Regions from separate parts of the Mus musculus genome. Here regions 1 and 3 are each linked to region 2. Evidence: chromatin contacts called from public HiChIP or PLAC-seq and promoter capture Hi-C data. All regions are on one chromosome and are shown on one strand. Each heading gives the region's core, a stretch centred on a gene start, on an enhancer-like site or on the middle of the called end of the contact. The rest is flanking DNA. Distances are from core to core; before and after follow the strand shown. Region 1 holds the start of Ipo7 (importin 7). Region 2 holds the start of Swap70 (SWA-70 protein). Region 3 holds the start of Tmem41b (transmembrane protein 41B).

Evidence for each region. HiChIP or PLAC-seq counts read pairs in DNA pulled down with a chosen protein or histone mark. Capture Hi-C pulls out chosen DNA fragments and counts their contacts.
Region 1: an H3K4me3 HiChIP or PLAC-seq map of bone marrow-derived macrophages shows a contact between it and region 2, with 2.5 times the contacts expected there. The contact joins the promoter of Ipo7 here to the promoter of Swap70 in region 2. A contact is called at or near these places in 3 of 484 Hi-C or Micro-C datasets (embryonic stem cells and natural killer cells), 6 of 115 datasets of contacts at active chromatin or transcription factors (the 230-238 cell line, the SCID.adh cell line, bone marrow-derived macrophages and 3 more) and 2 of 9 other capture datasets (adipose tissue and liver).
Region 3: a promoter capture Hi-C map of liver shows a contact between it and region 2. The contact joins the promoter of Tmem41b here to the promoter of Swap70 in region 2. A contact is called at or near these places in 1 of 484 Hi-C or Micro-C datasets (regulatory T cells), 1 of 115 datasets of contacts at active chromatin or transcription factors (the SCID.adh cell line) and 1 of 9 other capture datasets (liver).

What each region holds. Positions count from the first base shown.
Region 1 is chr7:110,016,780-110,020,144 of GRCm38.p6, reverse strand. It overlaps Ipo7 (importin 7), which reads right to left and starts at 1,830. Exons shown (of 25, transcript NM_181517.5): 1 at 1,637-1,830. The coding sequence starts at 1,720.
Region 2 is chr7:110,219,356-110,222,990 of GRCm38.p6, reverse strand. Swap70 (SWA-70 protein) reads right to left here and starts at 1,288. Exons shown (of 12, transcript NM_009302.3): 1 at 1,082-1,288. The coding sequence starts at 1,180.
Region 3 is chr7:109,984,686-109,987,866 of GRCm38.p6, reverse strand. It overlaps Tmem41b (transmembrane protein 41B), which reads left to right and starts at 1,637. Exons shown (of 7, transcript NM_153525.5): 1 at 1,637-1,905. The coding sequence starts at 1,785.

The sequences.
Region 1 (3,365 bases), core at 581-3,080, 200 kb after region 2:
AATAATATTCATTGTACAGAAAATCCATCTAAAACAGAACAATTGATCCATTAACTTCTTGTATGATTTAATTACATTTTAAAGAGACAGTTTGTTTCACTTTACCATTTTACATCCCAAAGTAAGCTCTTGCCTAGGTGACTTTGGATCTAAAAATTTCAGTATACTATGATCCTTCAGCATGGTCTCATTTACATATAAATGACCTTTTCATTGTGAAATAATTTATTTGAACTGTGGGTGGTCTTGGATAACTGTAAATTCCTTGAAGGCAGGGTTATCTTTACTGCATGGTAAACTTGAGATGCTCAATTAATAGTCTCCCTGATGTTTCCTCTAAGTCAATGCTTTAAGATTTCTTTTCTTTTCTTTTTTGTTTTTTAAGAGACAGGGTTTCTCTGTATAGTTCTGGCTGTCCTGGAACTCACTTTGTAGAGCAGGCTGGCCTGGAACTCAGAAATACTCCTGCCTCTTCCTCCCAAGCGCCGGGATTAAAGGCGTGCACCACCACCGCTCGGCTAAGATTTCTTTAAACAAGGGTTTCTTTTTGCATTAAAAAAAAAAAAAGATACTTATATGTGTGTATAAAGCGTGCATATACAATTTAGTATTTGTGTATATGCAGTATACATATATATGTATATGAACACACACACACCAAAACACTGAGACTCAAAGAGACCTTACAGAGGCCTTTTTATAAACCTATTAAATTCTTACTAATATATAAAATAGCCAAGTTCAGAAAAAAAGAACGCTGATGAAATCAGTACAATAGAATATCAATATAACAGTTTTCCAAGGGGCACTGCCCAAAACACGTGGAAGAGAAACCAACTCTCCACTAATGTTGCATATGAAAGCTCTATAGGCTCTAGATTATCTCACTTGACCATCACAGCAACCGTACGGCCTAATTTCATGAATGAGTACAACTCAGGATCTGGAGGTGAGACTTGCCCAAGGTCACTCACTCCAGAAATCATTGAGGCTGCTATACCTAGAAGGTCGCACTTTATCTGACCCGTTCCACTACATCATCCCGCCTCCCAACTGTGGTACTAGGACAGTACCAGAGCGGGGATCGCACAGTGTAACCCACACTACCCCTGCCCTACCAGATCTGAAATCTGTCCCTAGCACCTCGCCGGCGAGAAGAAAGTTGTACCGGACAGGCAGGTCACTGATCCGCCAAGAGCACACACAAGGCTGTCAGGCGCAGCCCCCAGTGGACTAGCTAGCCTCCCCAGGAACCCCGGCCGACCGGGCGCCGGAAAGACTGGTCTGGGACACATCTCTACACCCTCCCAGTTTGTCTCGCCCCCTCCCGAGAGCAAACTGGGAGACAGCCAGAGGGCGGCGGGCCACGGGAGCCGGCCATGTGTCCAGACCGTCACGCCCGCCTAGCTCGGCCGGCTCCACACGCCCAGACCCGGGCCAGAGGCCCACTCGGAAGCCGACCGAGTGGCGGCCTGGACGCCGCGTCCCCACAGTGGAGCCTGGCACGGCGGTCAGATCTCCGCCCAACCTCTCCAAATGGGCTCGTCGGAGCTGTGCTCCGCGTCTCCAGCCAGGCCTGGAAGTCTTGGCCTGCCGGCCCACAAGCCCGCAGCAGCCGCTAGCCGGCCGTCCTTACTTCATTGAGCTGGCGCTCAGCGGCCTCGCGCAGGGCTGGGTCCATGGTGCCCCGGAGGGCCTCGATGATGGTGTTGGGATCCATCGCCGCGCGGTCGGTCAGACCCGGGACACCGGTGCTACTGAGGCAGAAATAGCGCCACTCACTGCGCACATGGACCGGCCGCGCTCCGCAGCGGCAACCGGCGCGAAAGGAAAGAGAAGCGCCAAGGCCCCGGATAGAACCTTCTCGCCTCGGCGTGGAGGCGGGAGATGCTCCGGCCACTTCCTGTCAAGTCTCCGGCGGAGCACCCTGGGAAATGTAGTCCCCAAACGCGGACACGGCCCACGTGGCTGGCTCCCACTGTAGTCAGTGAAAGGGACAACGTTCAAACGCCACAAAGAGAAAAGTAAAATAGTTACAAAATTTTATATGATATCCCTAGAGAATCTCAAGAAGTGTGTGATGCAATACGTTGTTACTAACTGTATAATTAAAAGAAATTTCTGTTTTGTTTTTGTTTTGTTTTTTGGTTTTTTGAGACAGGGTTTCTCTGTATAGCTCTGGCTGTCCTGGAACTCACTTTGTAGACCAGGCTGGCCTCGAACTCAGAAATCCGCCTGCCTCTACCTCCCAAGTGCTGGGAGAGTGCTGGGATTAAAGATATGCGCCACCACGCCCAGCTCTGTTTTGTTTTTTGAGACAGGCTTTTGACCTGAACTTGTTGCAATACCACTGCCTGAGCCTCCCAGATGGAACTTTCTCAACAATGATTTGAGATGAGTTTCTAAATGCCATAAAAACTGCTCCACTTTGATTCATTAATCTCATTTTGTAAGACTTTATCCTATATATTGAAGTTGTGCCTTATTAATGAGTGTTCAAATCTCAGCTACGTCATTATATAAATTATTTCTAAATTCAGAATAAATGCATAATGTCCATTAAAACTCCCTGTGTATGGATATTTAAACCTCTAATTCAGTAGTTCTCATCTTGTGGGTCTGTGGATCGTGACCCCTTTGTTGAATATCAGCTATCCTCTGCATATCAGATATTTACAGTATAATTCATAGCAGTAGCAAAATTGCAGTTATAAAGTAGCAATGAAAATGCTACTATCATGGTTGGGAATCATCATAATATAAGTAACTATATTGAAGGATTGCAGCAGTGAAAATATTGAGAACTACTGTCATACATCTCAAATCATTTTACCTTTAGAAATCAAATCAATTTTCAATTAGAATCTAAGGGAAGCTATATACTGAGCTTCAGGCAGGCCTGAGCTACAATGTTTGAACCTGTCTCACAAAGGAGCAACAGGGAGCTGTAGAAATGACTCAGTGGTTAGGACCTTATGTTCTTGAAGAAAGCAGGAATTCAGTTCTCTGTGTACAACATACTGTCCTTAAATTTGTAATCCTGCTCCACCCCACAAGTGCTGTACTACCATACTTGATTATAAATTCTCATGAAATAAGAATATTTTGGCCGGGCGTGGTGGCGCATGCCTTTAATCCCAGCACTTGGAAGGCAGAGGCAGGTGAATTTCTGAGTTCGAGGCTAGCCTGGTCTACAGAGTGAGTTCCAGGACAGCCAGGGCTACACAGAGAAACCCTGTCTTGAAAAACCAAAAAAAAAAAAAAAAAAAAAAAGAATATTTTGATTTTTTGCTTTAAATTCCTGCACTTAGAAGGCAGAGGTAGTCAGAATTCTGTGAGTTTAAAAACCAACCTGCTATACATAT
Region 2 (3,635 bases), core at 39-2,538:
GATGAAATCCTAGTTAGTTAGTGATAGTTACTTCCTACGTGTGCTAAAACTCGTTGAACTGTACACCAGAAAAACCTATTATTAACTTTTTTAAATATTATTTTTAAATTATGAGCGTGCATGTGAAAATGTGTGTGCTGCTGCCCACAGACGCGAGAGGCAGCCCCTGGAGCTGGAATTATAGGCTACCCCTATAGCTATGTGAGTTATCCCACGTGGGTGCTGGGAACAGAATTCTGGACCTCTGGAAGAGCAGTCGCCCCTAACCACGGAGCATCCATCTCTCCAAGACCCCGTATATTACTTTTTTTAAAGTAAAAGTATGTGACTAATTTCCATCGGTCCTTCCAGACTATGATTTAATGAATAAGATCAAAAGGAAAACAAGTGAGCCCGCCAGATCCTGCTGGCAATAAAAGTCACTACTGAAAAGAACTTCCTCATTTACTACACAAAATATACAAAGCAAACCCAAACTTCGGAAATTTTTTTTCTTAGAAGAGGCTAAGAAAACCCAGTCATTCAGATCCAAAATGTGTATATTTTAAAAATGCCTGTTGAATGGCTCCTCTTGTCTGTTTCTATATTTCAGGCTTTTCAAGACGCTGCCAATTTCTCCTGGCTGGGTGCCACTTTGGGGTTTACTCGACTTACAAGTATCCCTTTATGCGTACCTCATACTCTGGAGTCTTTAGGCAGCCCTGAGGAGGACTCTGCAAAAGCAATGGCCTTTGCAGGGAGCCCGTAAGACCCGGGGCCGCTCCGCACGCGCTCTCACTGGCCCCAAGGTCTGCGGACGCCGGGGCGGGGAGGCTCTGCTCAGCGTCCCGGAGGCGAGCCTGAGGCTCCCGGGCCCCCATACAGCCCGTGGCGGGGGGAGACGCTCTGCGGGTCCCGCGGCGCCTCTCGGAGCGCACCTCGGCCGTCGCGGGAGCCGCAGGAGCGCGTCCACCCCCGCGCACCGCCCGGAGGCCTGAGGAAGAGTGAGGACCGCCGCCCCGCCACATTCCCAAGCAGCCCTCCCTGCGGACACCGCCGCGGGTCCCGTGCCCTACAGGAAGAGCGCCGGCAGGGGGCTCACCTTGAGTTGCGACTTGGAGACCTTGCCGCTGCGGTCCAGGTCGAGCGCGGTGAAGGCGTGCCAAATGGCTTTGAGCAGTTCGTCTTTCAAGCCCCTCATGGCCGCGGCCGCGCTGCCCTAACAGACCTGGTCAGCCCAGTCGGCAACTCAGCGCCTCTGCCTCCTGCAGGATCCCCACAGAAGACTCGGCCCGCCGCGCGGTCACCTGACCGCTGCAGGCCCCGCCCTCCCAAAGGGCACACCCCTCTGGTCCCGCCCCTCCGTCTTACCAACCAGCCCTGGGATACCCTCTGCCCACTACGGGGACGTAAACAACACGCAAAGTCCTTGTGGTGGGTTTCCACACCAACTCAGGCCATTTTCAAAGCTCGCATGTGCTCCCAAAGGAATGCCCACCAGCCCGAGGAACACTCAAGACTGGAGTGATCAGCCACTGAGGCTTTTGCAGGAGTCTCACAGTTATTAAAGGAGTCTTGGTTCAGTCCTGGGATGGAGTCACGGTCTTAAGAGGCCAGACAAGACCCCGAAAAATGTCCAGGCAGAGCCTGGAATGCTCAGTCCCAAATCAGGAAGGATAAAGAAGGAGACAGAAACAAAAATAGAAATCTAAGAAAGTTGCTTCATGCACTTTGCAAATATGCATTGATGGCCCTCTGTAGTGGCCTCTAGGGGCAGAGCAACAAGTTTTAAGAAGAGTTAAGAAGTCAATGATAGGCTTATAAAGGCTCATAGATAAAGGCTCTTGATGCCAAACCTAACGATTTTGAGTTCTCTCTCCTAAACCCACATAGGGGAATGAGAATCGCAAGTCGTCTCCTGACTTCCACCGCATGCCCACACACCTACAATAAATAAATAAATAAATAAATAAATGAGTAAAATAGAAGTTAATAAGCCCAGCAACATTTTCTTTCTAACCTCTGCCGCTTAGGATCAGTTCACATCCTAGGAAGAGCTTCACGGAGGTAAAGTTGCTGTCGCTGGTGGATTGTGCTCCCATTATTGGAAATCATGCAAATCACTCCATCTATTTTAATAATGAGAATGGTTGACCACTTAAAAGAATCCATCCAGACCTAGAGAAGTGCCCAGATGGCATCTCTTACACTTGAACTCTTCTGACTTCAAATTCTCCACAAATAGAAAGAGCATAGATACCAGATGGTCCAGAAGGCTCTTTCCCACTGCCTGGGGTAGTGACTGTGACTGGGTAACTTGAATCTCATCACAATAGCACAATCCTTAGACACTATGGAAAGGATAACTATCAAAAGTCAAAAGCAGGGGATTCCCAGATCAAAGTGTAGTTTATTTTTCCTCTTTAAAGTTCCTTTGGGCCTATGGTGTAGCTCAGTTGGTAGAGCTCTTATCTAACATGTACAAAGCCCTGAATTTATCCTTAGCACTACACGGTGCTAGACCAGGCATGGTGGTGCATGTCTGTAATCCCAGCGCTTGGAATTCAGAAGTCCAATGACATCCTTAGCTACATATGGAGGTTGAAGCTAGCCAGGACTAAATGAAACCCTGCCTGTAAATTAATAAACTTCTTGATGTCCACATATGTCTTATTTTAAAGGGGACAGGAGAGATAAACTAATTTGGAAAGAGTCAAAAAAAAAGAAAAAAAAAGAATAAGCTGCATCAATGAGTTTAAGGGCAGAGGGAATATTGTGATCATAAAAAGAGAAAGAGCTATAAGAATATGTTCTATCTGGGTGTGGGGGAAGGGGGTACCTCTGCGGGCCCATGCCAAGGCATCCCTTCCCCCTGAGAGACCAGCCACACAGCATGGTATAGTATAGAATAGAGTTTATTCAGGGCATGGGGAGGGGAGTTAAGAGAGTTGTAGAGGCAGAGAAAGGCAGAGAGAAGGAGAAAGTAGAGAAATGGAGGCCAGCCATGACCACGTGGAGAGAGGGGGGGAATGGAATGGAGCGAGGGGGAGCAAGGGGGCAAGAGGCAAGAGAGAGGCAAGAGCATATGAGAGCAAGAGAGGGAGGAGGGGCCAAGCGGCCCCTTTTATAGTGGGCCATGCCTACCTGGCTGTTGCCAGGTAACTATGGAAGAAGTATACCTGGCTGTATGGGGGTAGAGTCCAGACAGAATACCAACAGGGAATCACATAGAGCAGAAGGTGGGAACAAAACAAAGGGATCATGATGTCACCTCTTCCTCACTTTAACAGCCTTGAGGGTGCCACGCTATTTCATTACCACTGGTCAGGATTACTCTGCCCTCCCAAAATGTGGTTTCTATTGTTTCTCTTCTTTAGCTCCAGCCCAAGTCTTCAGTCAGCAAAAAACATGGTTTAACCTCTAATTTATTTATGCCAACTCAGCTTGCCCTAAATAGTGGCAAAACCAAACAAACAAGCAAAAACAAAAACAAAAAAAAAAAGAAAAAAACTAAACCAGGCATGGCAATATGCAGCTGTACTCGGTAAGGAGGCGTAGGGGATGGCTACGTGTTTGAGGCCACTCTGGTCTGCACAGTGCATTCCAGGACTACAGAGCAAAACTCTGCCTCAGGAGGGGAAGAAAGAGAAAGAGGA
Region 3 (3,181 bases), core at 388-2,887, 240 kb after region 2:
TTTTTTTGGTTTTTCGAGACAGGGTTTCTCTACAGCCCTGGCTGTCCTAGAACTCACTCTGTAGACCAGGCTGGCCTCAAACTCAGAATTTCACCTGCCTCTGCCTAGCAAGTGCTGGGATTAAAGGTATGCACCACCATGCCCGGTCACGTATTCACTTTTTATAAAATGATTTTTTGTTTCTTTTTAATTTTAATTTTATTAACACTACACTTACTGCTGCGTGCTTGAATGTTATGTTGAAATCAGAGGACGCCAGGCTATGGTGGCGTACGCCTTTAATCCCAGAATTTGTGAGCCAGAGGCAGGGGAATTTCTGAGTTCAAGGTCAGCCTGACAGCCTGGTCTACAGAGCGAGTTGCAGGACAGCCAGGGCTACACAGAGAAACCCTGTCTCAAACCGCCCCCCCCCCCAAAAAAAAGTAATCAGAGGACAACTTCCAAGAGTTAGTTCTCACCTACTGCTATTAGGTCTCAGAGACCGAAATAAGCCTGTCAAGTTTAAGAGACAAATACTTCTACGCACTGAGCTGCCAATTCTCTAGATATCAGATTATTTCTTCTAAGTGTAATTACTGCTTAAGAACAATCCAATTCCCCACTCCCCCTTTTTGTCCAAATTTTAAAATACACTGCTAAGTTACTTTCACGAAGAAATTCCCCACTATTACCTTCGATACCTGCTTTTAAAAAAGATAACGAAAAAAATGTCAATTGGATAGGGGCATCGCTCAGCAACAGAATGGTGTGGTTTGTATGCCCAAGGTCTAAGATTATATCGACAGCAAGAACAAAACAAAACAGGGCTGGAGAGATGGCTCAGTGGTTAAGAGCACCGACTGCCCTTCCGAAGTCTTGAATTCAAATCCCAGCAACCACATGGTGGCTCACAAACATCCGTAATGAGATCTGATGCCCTCTTCTGGTCTGTCTGAAGACAGCTACAGTGTACTTAGATATAATAATAAATAAATCTTAAAAAAAAAAAAGAACAAGACAAAGCAAAATCCTAAAGAAGAGGTGACTCTAATATACTTACCAGTGAGAAGCTGGATATGAGGGGCAGAAGGAGAAAAACTGTCAAGAAGCTATGCCTTGGCTCAGGAAACGCCAAAATATAGCGAGTAAGGGTGAATTTACTTTGGACAGGTGAGTGAAAAACCTTGGACTCTAAACTAATTTCTGTCACTCTGTGATCTTCTTTGTTTCTAGGTCTCAATTTTGTGAGATTCAGGTACGTTTGTCTCATGTTTTAAATTTTACACGATTTTAAGAACAGGCTTCCAGCTTCCACAGCGCTTGTAACCCATTTGCTGCGGAACGAATGGAATCTCCAACACCAACTAGTCGCGCGCAGACACTTCCGGTTGGCGGAACAAAGAGTCTGAAGTACTCGAGCCTCACTTCCGTGTGACGAAAGCTACGCGGAGAAGTCGGACCTTAGGCCGCAGACCCATGACTTGCCAATGCGATATTGCTCATGCGCCCTACACCAGCGAGGTGGGCGGGGCCCCGGAGGGGGCGGGGTCGGCCCTGACTTGTCTCGCGGTTACTGGGCGTGCGGGAGCGCGCGAGGTTCGTGGGCGGTTCTGGGCGGGCCCTCACCTGATATCTCTGGAAGGCTCCGCCGAGTGTCAAGTTTTCGAGGTCGTCTCAGGTGAGGTGGTCGTGCCGGAAGTAGTTGTGCCTCGCGCCTGGGTGTTGAAAGAAAGCTGCGGGAGGAGCTTTAGTCATTCAAGGGGGCGCGGCACCAGTAGGAGCTCTTCGCGGCCCCCGCAGCAGCCATGGCGAAAGGCAGAGTGGCTGATCGATCGCCCACCGAAATGTTGCACTCGACCCCAGCCGGGGACCGGGCAGTGAGGACCCAGGGTTCCGCCGCGCCTGGCAGCAAAGATCATCTGAACGGTGAGTGGACCTGCGGGACGGGGCTGAGGCTGCCCTAAAGATTAGGACCCCGTGGTGCAGGTCGCAGGGAAAGAGGGACCTTTCAGCACCGAAGCATCTCAGCAAGAGAGTCCTGTACTTGGCGGGGAACCCAGCATGACAGAGGGCTAGACTCCTCCTAGTTAGTTTTTTCTCAATAGACTTTAGTCAAAGGAAGCGGTGACCCCGACTTGTGACACCAAATAGACCGGTTCGTTATCCAGGCCACCCAGACAGGTATTTGAGAGACTTGAGCTTTCGTTGTATTGTTTTACAGATGAACATACTGAGGACTATGCAGCTCCATGACTTGTGTAGAGTCACAGAGCCACACTAAGGTTGTGATTAAGAGCAAAGACTTGCCCTTCCAGGTGCCACTTGAAAGTGTCAGATTCTAGCCGGTGGTAGTTGTAGTTGCGCGTCCTTTTAATCCAGTTCTCCGGAGACAGACAAGTTCCAGGTTACACAGAGAAAACCCTGCCTCGAAAAAAACACAACATTTTCAGCTCTTGTGTTTCCATTTAACCTGGTTTGTAACTTAAAAAAAAAAAATTGTTTGATTTGTTTTCAAGCTAAGTAGCCCTGGTTGTATTGGAGGACCTTGCTCTGTAGATTAGACTGGCCTCTAAGGCAAAGAATGGCTTCCTTCAGCCTCCCAAGTACTTGGATCCAAGGCGTGCAGGCGTACACTACCGCCTTGTTTTTTTTTTTGTTTTTTTTGTTTTTTTTTTTTTTGGTCTTTCAAGACAGGGTTTCTCTGTATAGCCCTGGCTGTCCTGGAACTCACTCTGTAGATCAGGCTGGCCTCGAACTCAGAAATCGTCTGCCTCTGCCTCTCAAGTGCTGAGATTAAAGGCGTGTGCCACCACTGCACGGCCTTCGCCTTGTACTTTTTTTTTTTTTAATTTATTTATTACATGTAAGTACACAGTAGCTGTCTTCAGACACACCAGAAGAGGGTATCAGATCACGTTACAGATGCTTGTGAACCACCATGTGGTTGCTGGGATTTGAACTCTGGACCTTTGGAAGAGCAGTCGGGTGCTCTTACCCACTGAGCCATCTCACCAGCCCCCTCCCTGCCTTCTACTTTTTAAAAGACCTTGTTTGGTTCTGTAGGTCAAGCTGATTTGGAACTCAGAGATCCACCAGCCTTAGTTTTCTCAAGTACTTGGATTAAAGGAGTAGACCACCTGCAGAGATGGATTTGTAACTTTTAAAAAGTATCTGAGCTGGGCGTGGTGGCACACACGCCTTT